Regions from separate parts of the Mus musculus genome. Here region 1 is linked to region 2. The links are chromatin contacts, called in public promoter capture Hi-C maps. All regions are on one chromosome and are shown on one strand. The core of a region is the stretch at or near the end of the contact, and the rest is flanking DNA. Distances in the headings are between cores, read along the strand shown.

Region 1 (7,526 bases), core at 3,967-6,466, 270 kb before region 2:
AAAAGGTGAAGACATATATCTTTTTTTTTTAAGAGAAAGGTCAAAACTCACAAGAACTAATGAGTTCTTTTAACTTTGAAATGGAAAACAGCTCTGAACTTGGAGTCTTTTTAAAAAGGCCTACAACACTTCTAGCCCAAAGCATACTACCACCTACTATAAAAGGCACCTTTCTACCTTTTGGGCTTCAGCTTACCTTCACTCTGAAAAATTCAATTTCCTAGACTGCTTTGTAAATACAGTGTGAGATGAATGGAGAGAAAAAACACTGATAGATCAGAAAACGTAAGTCCCAGATTATTGAAGAGCCCTGCTGTGCTACAGTTAACAGCAGAAACCAGACTTGAATCCATGCTACTTTGATTCAAACAGTACTACTGTGTTATTTCAGTTGCCTTTTAAAAAACCTAATGAGAGCAAGATCTTGATGTTAGTAACGAAGAGTCCCTTTACTGGTTTAAGAGGCAAAATAAAACTACATCATTATGCAAATTCTAGCGTGCTAGACGTATTATTTTAAAATAAAATTATTGGTGGAACATAATGGTACACACCCTCTAGCCTGTGGAGGGTAAAGCAGGGTGATCAGGAATTTCAGGATAGCCTGGGTTAAAACACTAGGGAGGAGCAACAGTTCTGAGTTAAATTCTATTTATTACATTCTTTTTAAGACAGCAGTTCCTAGTATGGAAATGACTCCTGTTCAGAATAACAGGTACTTTTTAAATTTGGTACCTAATCTAAAAAGGATATTTCTTAAAGAAATAAAACAGTTCCACACACCAACTTACTCTTTGTGTGTGTTGCATGCACATCTGGGAACTGGATTTTGGGCCTTACAAGCGCCAGGCCTGCACTCTACCCATGAACTATATTCCCAGACTCAAATCTAAAGCTCTTAAAACAAGTCAAAAGTCAAACTTTTAACACAAGTATGTATATATGTATGCATCCATCTATCTATCTATCTATCTATCTATCTATCTATCTATCTATCTATCTATCTATCTATCTACCTACCTACCTACCTACCTACCTACCTACCTACCTATCTATCTATCACAGGTAGCAATATTAAAACAAAATGAGAACACCTTGTGGCCTGTTAATATATATACCCTCATCTCTCTAAACATTTTTTTATTTATGTATATGTGTGTCTTACCTGCATGTATGTGTGTATACAACATGCATGCCTGGTGCCCATGGGAGCCAGAAAAGGGCAACAAATACCTTGGGACTGGAGTTAAAGATGGTTGTGAGCAAACATGCGGGTGCTAGGAACTGAACCCAGGTCTTCTGGAAGAGCAGTTAATGTTCCTAACCATAGAGCCATCTTACTCCCACACACATTTTTTAAAAAGGCAAAAACTTGACTAGAATATATCCTTAACACAGACTCTTTCCGCAGAGATCGATGTGATGACATTTCCTGAAGTTTACTTATTCTAACTTTGCTCTCACCGAGACATGACCTCTAACATTTTAGAGGTGAGAAAACAGGTTAACTCAAGACTAATTTTGCGGGGCTGGCGAGATGGCTCAGCGGTTAAGAGCACTCTTCTGAAGGTCATGAGTTCAAATCCCAGCAACCACATGGTGGCTCACAGCCATCTGTAATGGGATCCTATGCTCTCTTCTGGTGTGTCTGAAGACAGCTACAGTGTACTTACATATAACAATAAATAAATCTTAAAAAAAAGAAAAGACTAGTTTTGCTAGTCAGCTGGCAGAGCTAGGTGTTCCCACCTCCCTTTTAAAGCTCTTTAGATGACTCTAAAGAGAGCTAGGATTGAATCCTCCGAAATAAATAAAGCTGTTATTAAAGTTAGAAATATAATACTGGGCTGAAAAGCACCTGAAAAAATGTTCAGCATCCTTAATCATCAGGGAAATGCAAATCAAAGCAACCCTGAGATTCCACCTCACACCAGCCAGAATGGCTAAGATCAAAAATTCGGGTGACAGCAGATGCTGGCGAGGATGTGGAGAAAGAGGAATACTCCTTCATTGTTGGTGGGATTGCAAGCTTGTAAAACCACTCTGGAAATCAGTCTGGTGGTTCCTCAGAAAATTGGACATAGTACTACCGGAGGATCTCACAATACCTCTCCTGGGCATATATCCAGATGATGTTCCAACCGGTAAGAAGGACACATGCCCAACTATGTTCATAGCAGCCTTATTTGTAATAGCCAGAAGCTGGAAACAACCCAGATGCCCCTCAACAGAGGAATGGATACAGAAAATGTGGTACATTTACACAATGGAGTACTACTCAGCTATTAAAAAGAATGAATTTATGAAATTCCTAGGCAAATGGATGGACCTGGAGGGCATCATCCTGAGTGAGGTAACCCAATCACAAAGGAACTCACATGATATGTACTCACTGATAAGTGGATATTAGCCCAGAAACTTAGAATACCCAAGATATAAGATACAATTTGCAAAACACATGAAACTCAAGAAGAACGAAGACGAAAGTATGGACACTTTGCCCCTTCATAGAATTGGGAACAAAACACCTATGGAAGGAGTTACAGAGACAAAGTATGGAGCTGTGACGAAAGGATGGACCATCTAGAGACTGCCATATCCGGGGATCCATCCCATAATCAGCTTCCAAATGCTGACACCATTGCATACACTAGCAAGATTTTGCTGAAAGGACCCAGATATAGCTGTCTCTTGTGAGACTATGCTAGGGCCTAGCAAACACAGAAGTGGATGCTCACAGTCAGCTATTGGATGGATCACAGGGTCCCTAATGGAGGAGCTAGAGAAAGTACCCAAGGAGCTGAAGGGATCTGCAATCCTATAGGTGGAACAACAATATGATACCAGTACCCCCCCCCCCCTCGGAGCTCGTGTCTCTAGCTGTATATGTAGCAGAAGATAGCCTAGTCGGCCATCAGTGGAAAGAGAGGCCCATTGGTCGTGCAAACTTTATATGCCTCAGTACAGGGGAATGCCAGGGCCAAGAAGTGGGAGTGGGTGGGTAGGGGAGTGGGGGGGAGGGGAGGGTATGGGGGACTTTTGGGGTAGAATTGGAAATGTAAATGAAGAAAATACCTAATTAAAATAAAATTAAAAATGTATTGGTTTAATAAAAATATTGAATGCCAAAAGAAAAAAAGAAATATAATACTGAGAGATGTCTTAATCTTGAAAATAAAAGCCCCAAATTACAAATCTTTAAAGCAAAACATGAAGACAGGGAGCAGAGAAGCAACTGGGAAGGACACACAAAGCAGTAAGCTGAGTAAGAATCTATTAAATTATACTTCATCAAATTAGAAATCTTAGCTAACCAAGACATTTTTACATAAATGAATAGGCAAATGGTATAAGAGAAGGTGTTTGCAAATCATGGATCTAATAAAGGAACAGTATCCAGGATATATATCATCCACTCCTCGGTAGCAACAAATAACCCAATTATTTTAATGGGCAAAGATATGAACAGATGCTCTATACAGGAAGACACACGAGTTGCCAATGGACAAGTGAAAATCTGTTTAATATCACTAGTTGTCAGGAAATACAAATCAAAACCATAATGAGATAATACTGCATGGATACCAGAAACAGTAACAGTGGAAACAACTGTTTGTTACTAAGGATGTAGAATAACTGAGATTCTCATACATCACTAGTGAGAATACGAGAGAGAGAGAGAGAGAGAGAGAGAGAGAGAGAGAGAGAGAGAGAGAGAGAGAGACACACGGCCAGTCTGTGAGACAGCTTGTCTCTTGGATGACTACAAATTCCAAACCTCACTCCCAGGGCTGTAAAGGAGAAACACTATTCTTCAGATTTATATGCCATCTATGTGACATTATATATGCCATTTATATGAGAATCTCAATCAGAGAAAAATCTTTGATGGGGAATATTTTTTGTTCCTTCTGATGGGTTGGTCATTGAGAAGGGATGCCTTGTAAAGAGACTTTCCATGGTTATACTTATATAGCCTATGTGTTCATGCAGCTCCAGGTTACAAAGGTAGTGGGTGTGTTTATCAAAAACGACCAAGCTAGGTGGTGGTGGTGCGCGTGGTTAATTTGAGCACTCGGAAGGTAGAAGAAGGCAGATTTTGAGGTCAGCCTTGTCTACAGAACAAGTTCCAGAACAGTCTGGTCTACCCAGAAAAACCCTGCCTTAAAAAGCCGACTGACTAACCAACCAACCAACCAACCATCAACCAAAGCCAGACAGTGGCAGTGCATGCCTTTAATTCCAGCACTTCTAGCAACTAGAGGCGGAGGAAGCAGGTGAATCTCTGTGAGTTCTAAGACAGACTTGTCTACAGAGCAGATTCTAGTATAGGCTACACAAAATGGCTCTGTCTTGAAAAACCAGAAACAAATGAATTTTTAGGGTTTATATACACAAGTTATACATATATTTATATATAGTGTGTCTCCCTCAAATTCATCAACCTTAGAAGAATACTGATTCTAAGAATTTACACCTGTGTACGGAAATATCTGTAATTTGTTTTGAAATCTATCATCAAGTTTAGGAAGATGGGGTAAAGAGAACACACTTATGTAGTAAGTAAACATAATAAAAATGATGGCGGCTGGAAGATAAATGGATGGGTGCTCTGTGCAAAATTCAACAGTCCTTTTTTTTTTCCTGTACTTTTATAACAGTATTTAGGGGGAAATACCTGTTTAGTTCTCTTAGAAAGTTATACTATCTATATCTGTATCTATAGAAAGATAAACACTATATTGCTAAACACAACAAAGACAAAACTACCACAAATTTTATACAGTTACTATAGCTAAAGGAATCATGTTTAATACTGCCAATAAATAGCCTTTCATTTATTCAGCTAGTATTTATTATTTATATTATACATAAGACATACTACTGCCTTGAAAAACAACTAATATTTTAAACACTCACGACATGCCCCAAGTCATGTTATGTTTTTATGTATTCTACCTAAGAATCTTAAGTCCTGAATCAGTTATTATTTTATGATTACATACTTTCTTTCTCAGATAGTTCCAAAAAGAATTGCAGGATTTCATCTCAGTTTAAAAACAAAGTATAAATTTATGCTGCTGATCTAAAAATGACCCTAGGAACAGGCAAATATTTGTAAGAATAAACATAAAGCCCTCAACACTCACCAAAGAGTCACATTTCCCAGGAGGCTCGTGTTGTTACTGAGACCTCGGAAGGGCTAAAGATAAATCCATGGCTACAGGAAGTGAGCTAACGCACCACTCACAGTTCACAGGAAAGCATGTGGCAATGGCTCGCCTAAAGATTCCCTCCAAACCCCAGAAGACTGAAAGAGAAGAACTTAAGGCCCTGGGAAGACACCAAGTAACTGACGCTGCACAGCACACACTGTAAGAATGACTTTAGGAAAGCAGAATCGAGGGTCTGTCTACCAGCTGGTTTTTAGAGCCATGCTGAAGAAACTGAAAGTAAAGCAACAAGATAGGGAAGAGATGTTAAGAGTCAGGCCTCGATGCAAATCTTAGTTTTTCTCAGTCACTCAGTTATTTTACACAAAATTGTTTACCAGTTGTCTTAGGGTTTCTATTGCTTTGATAGAATATCATGACCGAAAGGAACTTGGGGAGAAAAGACTTTATTTTACTCTATATCTGTATGACAGTCCAACACTGAGAGAAGTCAAGGTGGGAACTCAAAACAGGGCAGGGACCCAGAGACAGGAGCAGATACAGAGGCCATGGAAGAGGCCTACAGGCTCTGCTCAACACGGCTTGCTCAGACTGCCTTCTTACACCAAGGATTGCCAGCCCAGGAGTGGCCCCACCTACAGTGAGCTGGGCCCTACCCCATCAATCACCAATCAAGAAAATGAAGAATTGTCTTAGCCACTCTGGAACCCTTCTATCCCATCCCTCCCCCCCCCTTTCCTCTAAGAGGGCGCTCCCCCACTCCCACCCTGGAAAAATATGGAACACTTCACAAATCCTTCTGCAGGGGCCATGCTAATCTTCTCTATTCAAATGACTCTAGTCTGGATCAAGTTGACATAAAAGTAGCCAGCACACCAATCAAAACCTCTGTTACTTGTATGGTATGAGGGACAAAAAAAAAAAAAAAATCTGGTTGCTGGACTTATGAAATGAGATAAACATATATAGAAATATTCAGGTGAATGAGTGACTTGTCAATATTATTAAGTAGGCTTTAATTTTATCAACACTAGGAAACTCAGTTATTCCAAGGACTCTTGGTCATCCCCACCCCCACCCTGACCTGGTCCCAGGCCATCTGGACATTCCCACGCACTCATGAGGAGGTGAAAGTTCATTCACCCTGCCTGGCTTTTCTCTAAAGCACTGAAGAGTTTACAATGTAGGTGGAAGTTTGTCTGAGTTACAGGCTTCAGCTTTAAAAACAGTTGTTGTCTATTCTCCCTGGGAAAAAATGTGCAGTATCTAGCAAAGGTCCTTTTTATAAATTTTCTTCTGCACAGAGAGGGTGTAATACCAGTAACAAACTGTTCACATGCTATATATCTAAGAGATAGGCAAGCAAGTATTTCCTGAAGGAAAATTATTCAACTTAAAAAACAGAAGTTAAGCTGGAGAGACGGCTCAGCAGTTAGTTAAGAATGTCTGTTGCTCTTCCTAAGAACCTAAGTCCATTTCTCAGAATGAATGTTGGTAGCTTATACAATATGTAATGCCAGCTCTAAGGGACTCAACGCCTGCTTCTGCCTCCATGCGCACCCCCAGACACATACTTAAACATAAAAATAAATCTAAAAAATCTTTTTACTATTAGTTAGACAAGCACACATAATTGCTTGATAATTTTAAAACTATTTATTATGCAGCTCCAGGCATTATGAGCTAACTTTAGGGCTAGAATCTTTAACCTGACTTCTCCATGAGCAGTGAGGCCCATATCCCTCCTAAAAGTGTAATTTAAAAAATGCATTTGTGATGGGTTTAGGAACAGAAGGAAGGGAAAGAGCGAGGAAGGCAGGCAGGTAAAACAAAAAAAACATTGGTTTTTCTCTTCCTATATAGCTTTAAAGGCAAATCTTCCCTTCTTCAATCCTGTGAGACTTGGCTGAATTTCTACATCCAGCTCACAGTCCTTCTACCCTAGCCTCCTGAGTGCTGGGTCACAGGCATGTGACACCGTGCATAGCCAGCAAGTGACAAGACAGAAATCCCAAGGTTTCGCCATAATCTTTCCAAGGTCCTTCAGAAGACTGCCAAAGGAAGAGGGCAGAGAGCGTTAGAAAGGGGCAAATGGAAGATGGGCGCTGAGGGACAAAGCAAGAATTCTTGAATATTATGATAATATTTCTATACCATATCAGTTAAGACACGGGAGTAACACACTCACTGGTTTGGATAGCTGAATCACCCACTAACAAAGCTGCTCTCAGCATGGCTTCAAAGTTATGAAACAAGCAAGGCACTTCTTCATAGCTGCTACCACAGCTTTGCCCCTTTGGTCCTTACTATTAGGAAAAGCACTTGTGGCATGTAACTGAGTACAGTATGACC
Region 2 (6,467 bases), core at 1,526-4,025:
GGTATGGCCCTGCATCTCCTTTAGGCAAGAGTGCCTACCTAGCCTTATGCCATTCACCCAGGAAATCAATGGTATGCAGTTAAAGAAACATCTCTAAAATAGAAGGACACACCCTCTCGGCAAAGGCTGCAGCTGATTGTCTGAATCCCATGACTTAAACCAACATGCCCTCTCTTGGTTTTGTTTTTGTCTTTTGAAGACTCTCTTAATTCTGATTCCTACTTTGGGGAACTAAAACAAACAAGCAAACAAAAAAGATACCTTGAGAGGTGAACCTGAGACTATTTATAAAAAGAATTAACAACATGTCTATAGCTGTTGAGAATGAGAACCTGGGTGACAGCTTTGACATCTCTCAGCAAGTAGACTTTCTTTGGTCTGTCTGGTGTTGCCTCTGTTCACGTACCAGTCCTTAGATTACAGCCAAAGATGGTGGAAGATGCTGGATTCTGAAGTAGCAGGTAGTTTCTCTGGGTCTTCTTCAAGGTCTAGACTGAAATCCAGGTTTGTGCTAGGCTGTGATAGGTGTCTTAGTTTGGGCTATTATTGTTATGACCATGACCAAAGGTAGGTTGGAGAAGAAAGGGTTTATTTGGCTTAGGCTTCCACATTCATAGTCCATCACTGAAGGGAGCAGGGCAGGAACTCAAATAAGGAAGGAACTCAAATAAGTCAGGAACTCAAATAAGGCAGGAACTTGGAGGCAGGAGCTTGTGCAAAGGCCGTGGAGGGGTGCTGCTTACTGGCTTGCTTCTCATGGCTTGCTCAGCCTGCTTTCTTATAGAACCCAGGATCACTAGCCCAGGGTGGATCACCCGTGATGATGCTGGGTCATTCCCTATCAAATCTCTTAGTAAGAAAGTGCTCTAGAGACTTGCCTGCAGCCCAATCTTACAGGAACATTTTTCTCAATTGAGGCTCCCTCCTCTCTGTTGACTCTGTCTTGTATCAAGGTGACATAAAACTAGCTGGCCCAGGATGCAAGATTTGGACTTCTCTAAGGCATGGAGAAAACAGTGTGATCAAAAGGGTAGCAGAAATCCCATTCTACACAGACCACCTTTAGATTTCATCTTGAGCTCAGCCCAGTTGGAGTCACACAGTATTTAAGGAATAGAGTGAAGCAGTCATAGAGAGAGAGAAATTGGAAGGAGCTCTTTTTCCGCGGTGTCTGTGACTGTTTGAGATAGAAACAGACTTTATAGCTAGGGAAGGAAAGTGGACCGGAGGAGATGGGAGCTTTTATTGGTTAAACCTCCTCTCTATTTGGTCTTCCCTTGGCTTGAGAGCACAAGGAACATGAAGTAGAGTTAGTTAGATGCAGGACTCTGGCTCTGGCTCATGAAAAAGGATGTGAGTATGAAGTTCCTGCCGCATTGTTTAGAGACGCCAAAAGTGGGAAACAGCCTGATTTCCACCAATAGAAGGCAGCCTAATTAAATTGCTTTATTTTATACAATGGGACACTGTGCAGCTGTGAGATGCAAAGAATGAGGAAGCCATTTATGTGCTGGTGAAAAAAAAATACTTTGAAATATTTTATCATGGGAATAGAGTAAAATCTGGAACATGTATGGTATGGAGGGAAAAAAAGAATATGTATTATGTTAACTCCATGCATGAAGGGATGCTAAGAGGAGCCTGAGGAAGTAGTGCCTGTCTGAAGCCCTGGGCTCAGTAAGTGTATAAATGGGGCCCTGCCATGCAGGCTTAAAATCCTAGCACTTAGGTAGGTGGAGGCAGGAAGGTCAGATGTTAAAGATCATCCTCAGCCACATAGCAGGTACGAGGCCAGTTTGAGGTTACATTAGAGCCTGTCTGAGAGAAAATAGCACACTAAAAATAATACAGTGAGGTAGAAACGATGGTGGTTACCACAGTATGTGGAGACAGAACATGGAGAAAGATGGAGGTTTGGGGGATGAGTGGGGCAGAAGTCTTGTTATTGGTTATAATTCCACACTCATTTTTATTTTTTTCTAATTTTCTGTTTTACCTGCATGTATGTCTGTTCTCCATGTGTATATAGTACTGAAAGAATCCAGAAGGAGCCATCAGATCCTCTTGGAACTAGAGTTACTAATATCTGTGAGTCACCTTGTGGGTCCCCTGTATGAAACCAGGTCCTCTACAGGAGTTACAAACGCTCTTAATGGTGGAGTCATCTCCCCAGCTTCTCCTCTGTCTATATTCTTTTGAGTTTTGAATAATGTGATTGTGTGACTGCATGATCTGTTTATAATTCACATCAAAGAATCATCCTGACTCTGCTACTGTTATCAGCTTTCCTTGGTCAAGCTTTTAAACAGTTGTTAGTCCAAGTTTTGAAATCAGGGAAGATGGGCCCTAAGCTGTGAGTGTGGGAGGGTGGGGTGGGGTGTGGGGTGGCTCACTAACATTGCCAGGCCATTTCCCTTCCTTAGACAAGTGCCTAGGTCCCCACCCTGGGCAGGACTGTGATTTACTGGCTCACATTTCTCCAGACATATTTCAGGAGTCAGTTCTGCTCCCGACACTTGAGTCCTCCCCCCACAGCTCAGAATGTTCCCTGAGCTTGAAAGTTCAATGGCCTTTGAACTCCTTTTGTAGGTGGGGCAGCTTCTAGAAACCTCTGTTTTATTTCCCTGTTGGTTGATTTCTCCCAGAAGAGTGTGGGGATGTTAGGACAGAACAGAGTGTTCAGGGTTGAACAAAGCCCTCCCCCAGACATGTACAGGCCTTCTAGGTCCTGGGTGAGGGAACCAAGGGCAGCCTCTAGTGGCTGTTTCTAGATATGCGTCAGAACTCTGGGAGCCTTAGGAACTGGAACTTGCTCCTTTTGAGAAGGCCAGAGAGAGCTGTTGAGTCACAAATGGGATGGCAAGACCGGGTGACATTATTCTGTGAAGCCTTTACCAGAGCCATGTGTGGTGCTGGCCTGTAAGTCCCGCATTTGGGAAGCAGATGCAGGGGGATTTCGAGTTCAAGGTTTGAGATACAGCTACATAGCAAGACTCCGCCTCAGAAATAAACAAAATGTTTCACCATGAGCCATGGCTAGGTCAGTAAGTACTCAAGTCAAGCTGAGCCTGTGTTCTGGACTGTGAGTCCAGAATCAAGACCTGACCCGGAATCTTATCTTTCTATCTGCTTGTCTTCCTCCTTCTTTCCTTCCTTCCTTCCTTCCTTCCTTCCTTCCTTCCTTTCTCCCTCCCTCCCTCCCTCCCCTCCTCCTCCTTCTTCTTTCTCTCTCTCCCTCCCTCCCTTCCTCCTTCTTCTTCTTTCTTTCTTTCTTTCTTTCTTTCTTTCTTTCTTTCTTTCTTTCTTTCTTTCTTTTTCCTTTCCTTTCCTTTCCTTTCCTTTCCTTTCCTTTCTCCCTTCCTTCTTAGCTGCAATCCTAAAGCCCAAAGCTTCTATTCTACACTGGCTGCTGTGTGGGTGGCTACATTCCTTGCAGTTTGTAACTCTGCATAAACCAGGGCACTGATGTTTGTTGGATGAATCAAACCAAGCCAATTTGGATGCGCTGAAAGTGAACCTGAAGTTGGAACTGCGTCATCTACCTTAACTTGTTTCCTAAGTTATTTTAAAAATAATCTCTCTCTCTCTCTCTCTCTCTCTCTCTCTCTCTCTCTCTCTCTCTCTCTCTCTCTCTCTCTGTGTGTGTGTGTGTGTGTATTAGGCAGGCTTGGTAGTACATGCCTCTAATCACAGCACTCAGGAAGCAGAGGTAGGCAGCTCTTTATGAGTTTGAGGCCAGCCTAGTATAGCTAGTTTTAGGGCAGCCCAGACTACATTGTGAGACATATACTTTTTGTTTTCTTATAAAAATTGATATTGGGGATATTGATAGTTGATATTTGAATTGCTGTATTGGGGATATTGATTAGATCAGTTTTTCTCATTTAATGGGAGATAACATTTTTGTTTTCTATTTTAAAAAATAAGCTAAGGTGATGGTTCCTTTTAGAGGCTGAGGCTGGGGGATTGCTGTAAGTTCAAGGTCATCCTGGGCTATAGAGACAGACCTCATCTCTTATGTTGCTGTTCAGCTGCTGGGTACAGTGAACCCCTTTGGAACATTTAAAAGTGTCTTTTTACATGACATTTACACCCCCCTTTTCTACACATTCCTTTACATTTCTACAGTGCAGGCTACCATCCACAGCCTACATCTCTTAGAGAAACTGTATATCATGTTACATGATTAACTTTGCTTCTGTCTTCAGCTGCCCACTTTGAAGTTTTATCTTGACTCATAAACCCTATCAGTGAGCTTTGCCTCTGAATCACTCGAAGATCTTGGTAAAATGAAGAGATTTGAGTCAAGGGGTGGGGCTGAGACGCTACAATTCTAAGGAGATGCCAGCTAGTGACAGCTGTGCTGTTCTAGATTCTGCACGTCGAGGATGAGGTCATTTAAAACCAAGGACAAAAAGGTTCTGAGAACAGGGACTGCCAGCAGTGAAAACCAGTCTGGCTGCTGTGGGCGGGTCCTGCTGAAGGTGGGGCCGCTGCTGAGGGCAGGGGCAGGAGTTTTGCTGGTTGATGTTGGCCAGCTCTTTCCAATGCACTTTTCCGTTTCTTGTAAATGTCTTTTGTCTTTCCTGGGTTGGAGACAAACCGAGAAAGCCAGCCAAAAGCCTAGCGGAGACAGGATTTGTGGGTAGCAGATGCTTCTTCAGGTGTCCTGAGCTGAAGGAAACAAGGGTACAGTAGCCAGATGTGACCTCCGAAGTCTGTGTGTGGGCACCGGGAAACAGCCAAGCCAGACTTTGGTTATCTCTAGGTCTTGGCTTTCTTTTCCCAACGTGACAAGAGAGGTGGCGCACATGTGCATCTGCAGGAAGTATAAACCCCTAACTCCTTTACCTGTGTTTATTAACTCAAACAGGACTTCTTTATCGAAGCACCATTGACATTGGGGGCTGCATAGTATTTCCTGTAGAGAAGGCTGGGTATCCTACGCTTTACGGAATGCTTAGCATCGTCCATGGACTCTATCTACAAAATGTTGGTAACACCTCTAAGTTGTGACTACCAAAAATACAAACATGGCGCAGATGTCAGCGTGCGTGCGTGCGTGCGTGTGTGTGTATGTGTGTGTGGTGTGTGGTGTGTGGTGTGTGGTGTGTGGTGTGTGGTGTGTGGTGTGTGGTGTGTGTGTGTGTGTGTGTGTGTGTGTGTGTGTAATTGCCCCAGTCTATGAACCGGTGGTATTGGATAAGGTAGAGAAGAGCTGCTCAGTTCTATTGTATGTCTACCCTTTTCAATTTTACCTACTCGTCTTTCTAAATTCCATCAGATGTTCTGCTTCCTTAGTTGGCTTTTTAAAAAATGACTTGTTTTTTAAACATCCATACATGACTTGTATGGATGTTCTGCTTGTGCACGTGCGCACACATGTGTGTGTGTGTGTGTGTGTGTGTGTGTGTGTGTGCGTGTGTGTACACCTCATGCCAAGGGAGGTTAGAGGAGAAAGCTGGATCCCCTGAAACTGGGTTTGTGATCTACCATGTGGCTGCTTGGAACCAAACCCAGGTCTTCTGGAAGGGCAGCGGGTGCTCTTAACCACTAGGCCATCTTCCCGGGTCTCTTTAGATTGATATTTCTCTCTCTCTTTCTTTCTTTCTTTCTTTCTTTCTTTCTTTCTTTCTTTCTTTCTTTCTTTCTTTCTTTCTTTCTTTCTTTCTTTTTTTTTTTTTGTTTTTCGAGACAGGGTTTCTCTGTGTAGCCCTGGCTGTCCTGGAACTCACTTTGTAGACCAGGCTGGCCTCGAACTCAGAAATCTGCCTGCCTCTGCCTCCCGAGCGCTGGAGCAAATGAAATTCACAAATAAATGAGGCAAAGATATATGCAGGTTTGTAACTTATGCTTCCTCTAATATTAGTGTTGGCTACCAGAGACAATGGGTTGAAAATGGTTCTAAGAAGAACTGGCAGGTGGGTGCCAGTATGTTTGTTGTGGGCTGTTTATTTGTTTGCTTGCTTTGTTTGTTTGTTTGTTTGTTTTAAATTAACCACAGATTGCCATATTCCCTTACACCTCACTGTTCATCTTGCTTTCAGTGGGACAGTAGTCATAGACTAGTGAAATAATAGTTTGGCTCTACTTGAAACTCAGCTACACCACTTAGCAAACATGACCTTGGAGGAGTGAGACCATTTACCCTCGTTCCAACTTAGAACATGCCTGAGCTCTTCATTTCTAGATGTACAAATGTGAAAGTTAAATAAGATAAAAAATGAAATGTATCTGAATTGTATTTGATTTATAGGCAGTGTTTAATCACTGACGAGTATTTACACACCCTTTTTGCTCTGCGCTGTTTTTGTTTGTTTGTTTTGAGACAGGCTCTCCTGTAGTTCAGGCTGGCCTCAAACTTCCTCTGTAGGTGTGGATAACCCTGAGCTCCTGGTCTCCCTGTTTCCACCTCCCAGATGAGGGAATTTCAGGTGGGATCTGCTGCTCTGGGCTGGATAGTTACT

The links. Promoter capture Hi-C pulls out the DNA fragments that hold promoters and counts their contacts.
Region 1: a contact with region 2 is called in a promoter capture Hi-C map of pre-B cells. The contact joins two enhancer-like sites. A contact is called at or near these places in 10 of 39 promoter capture datasets (the C10 cell line, the HPC-7 cell line, cranial neural crest and 6 more), 1 of 15 datasets of contacts at CTCF or cohesin (the NIH/3T3 cell line), 2 of 484 Hi-C or Micro-C datasets (muscle stem cells and nephron progenitors) and 3 of 115 datasets of contacts at active chromatin or transcription factors (cardiomyocytes, microglia and trophoblast stem cells).

What each region holds. Positions count from the first base shown.
Region 1 is chr7:75,667,376-75,674,901 of GRCm38.p6, reverse strand. All of the region lies in intron 10 of Akap13 (A kinase (PRKA) anchor protein 13), which reads right to left. Among named protein-coding and RNA genes, the nearest start is that of AU020206, 110 kb to the left of the region's middle. Within about 2 kb of position 5,216, at least 106 of the 459 cell types and tissues checked have an H3K27ac peak or open chromatin away from gene starts, as enhancers often do. A contact at or near this core is called in pre-B cells, where this site is marked.
Region 2 is chr7:75,395,654-75,402,120 of GRCm38.p6, reverse strand. No RefSeq gene overlaps it. Among named protein-coding and RNA genes, the nearest start is that of Gm46017, 39 kb to the left of the region's middle. Within about 2 kb of position 2,775, at least 87 of the 459 cell types and tissues checked have an H3K27ac peak or open chromatin away from gene starts, as enhancers often do. A contact at or near this core is called in pre-B cells, where this site is marked.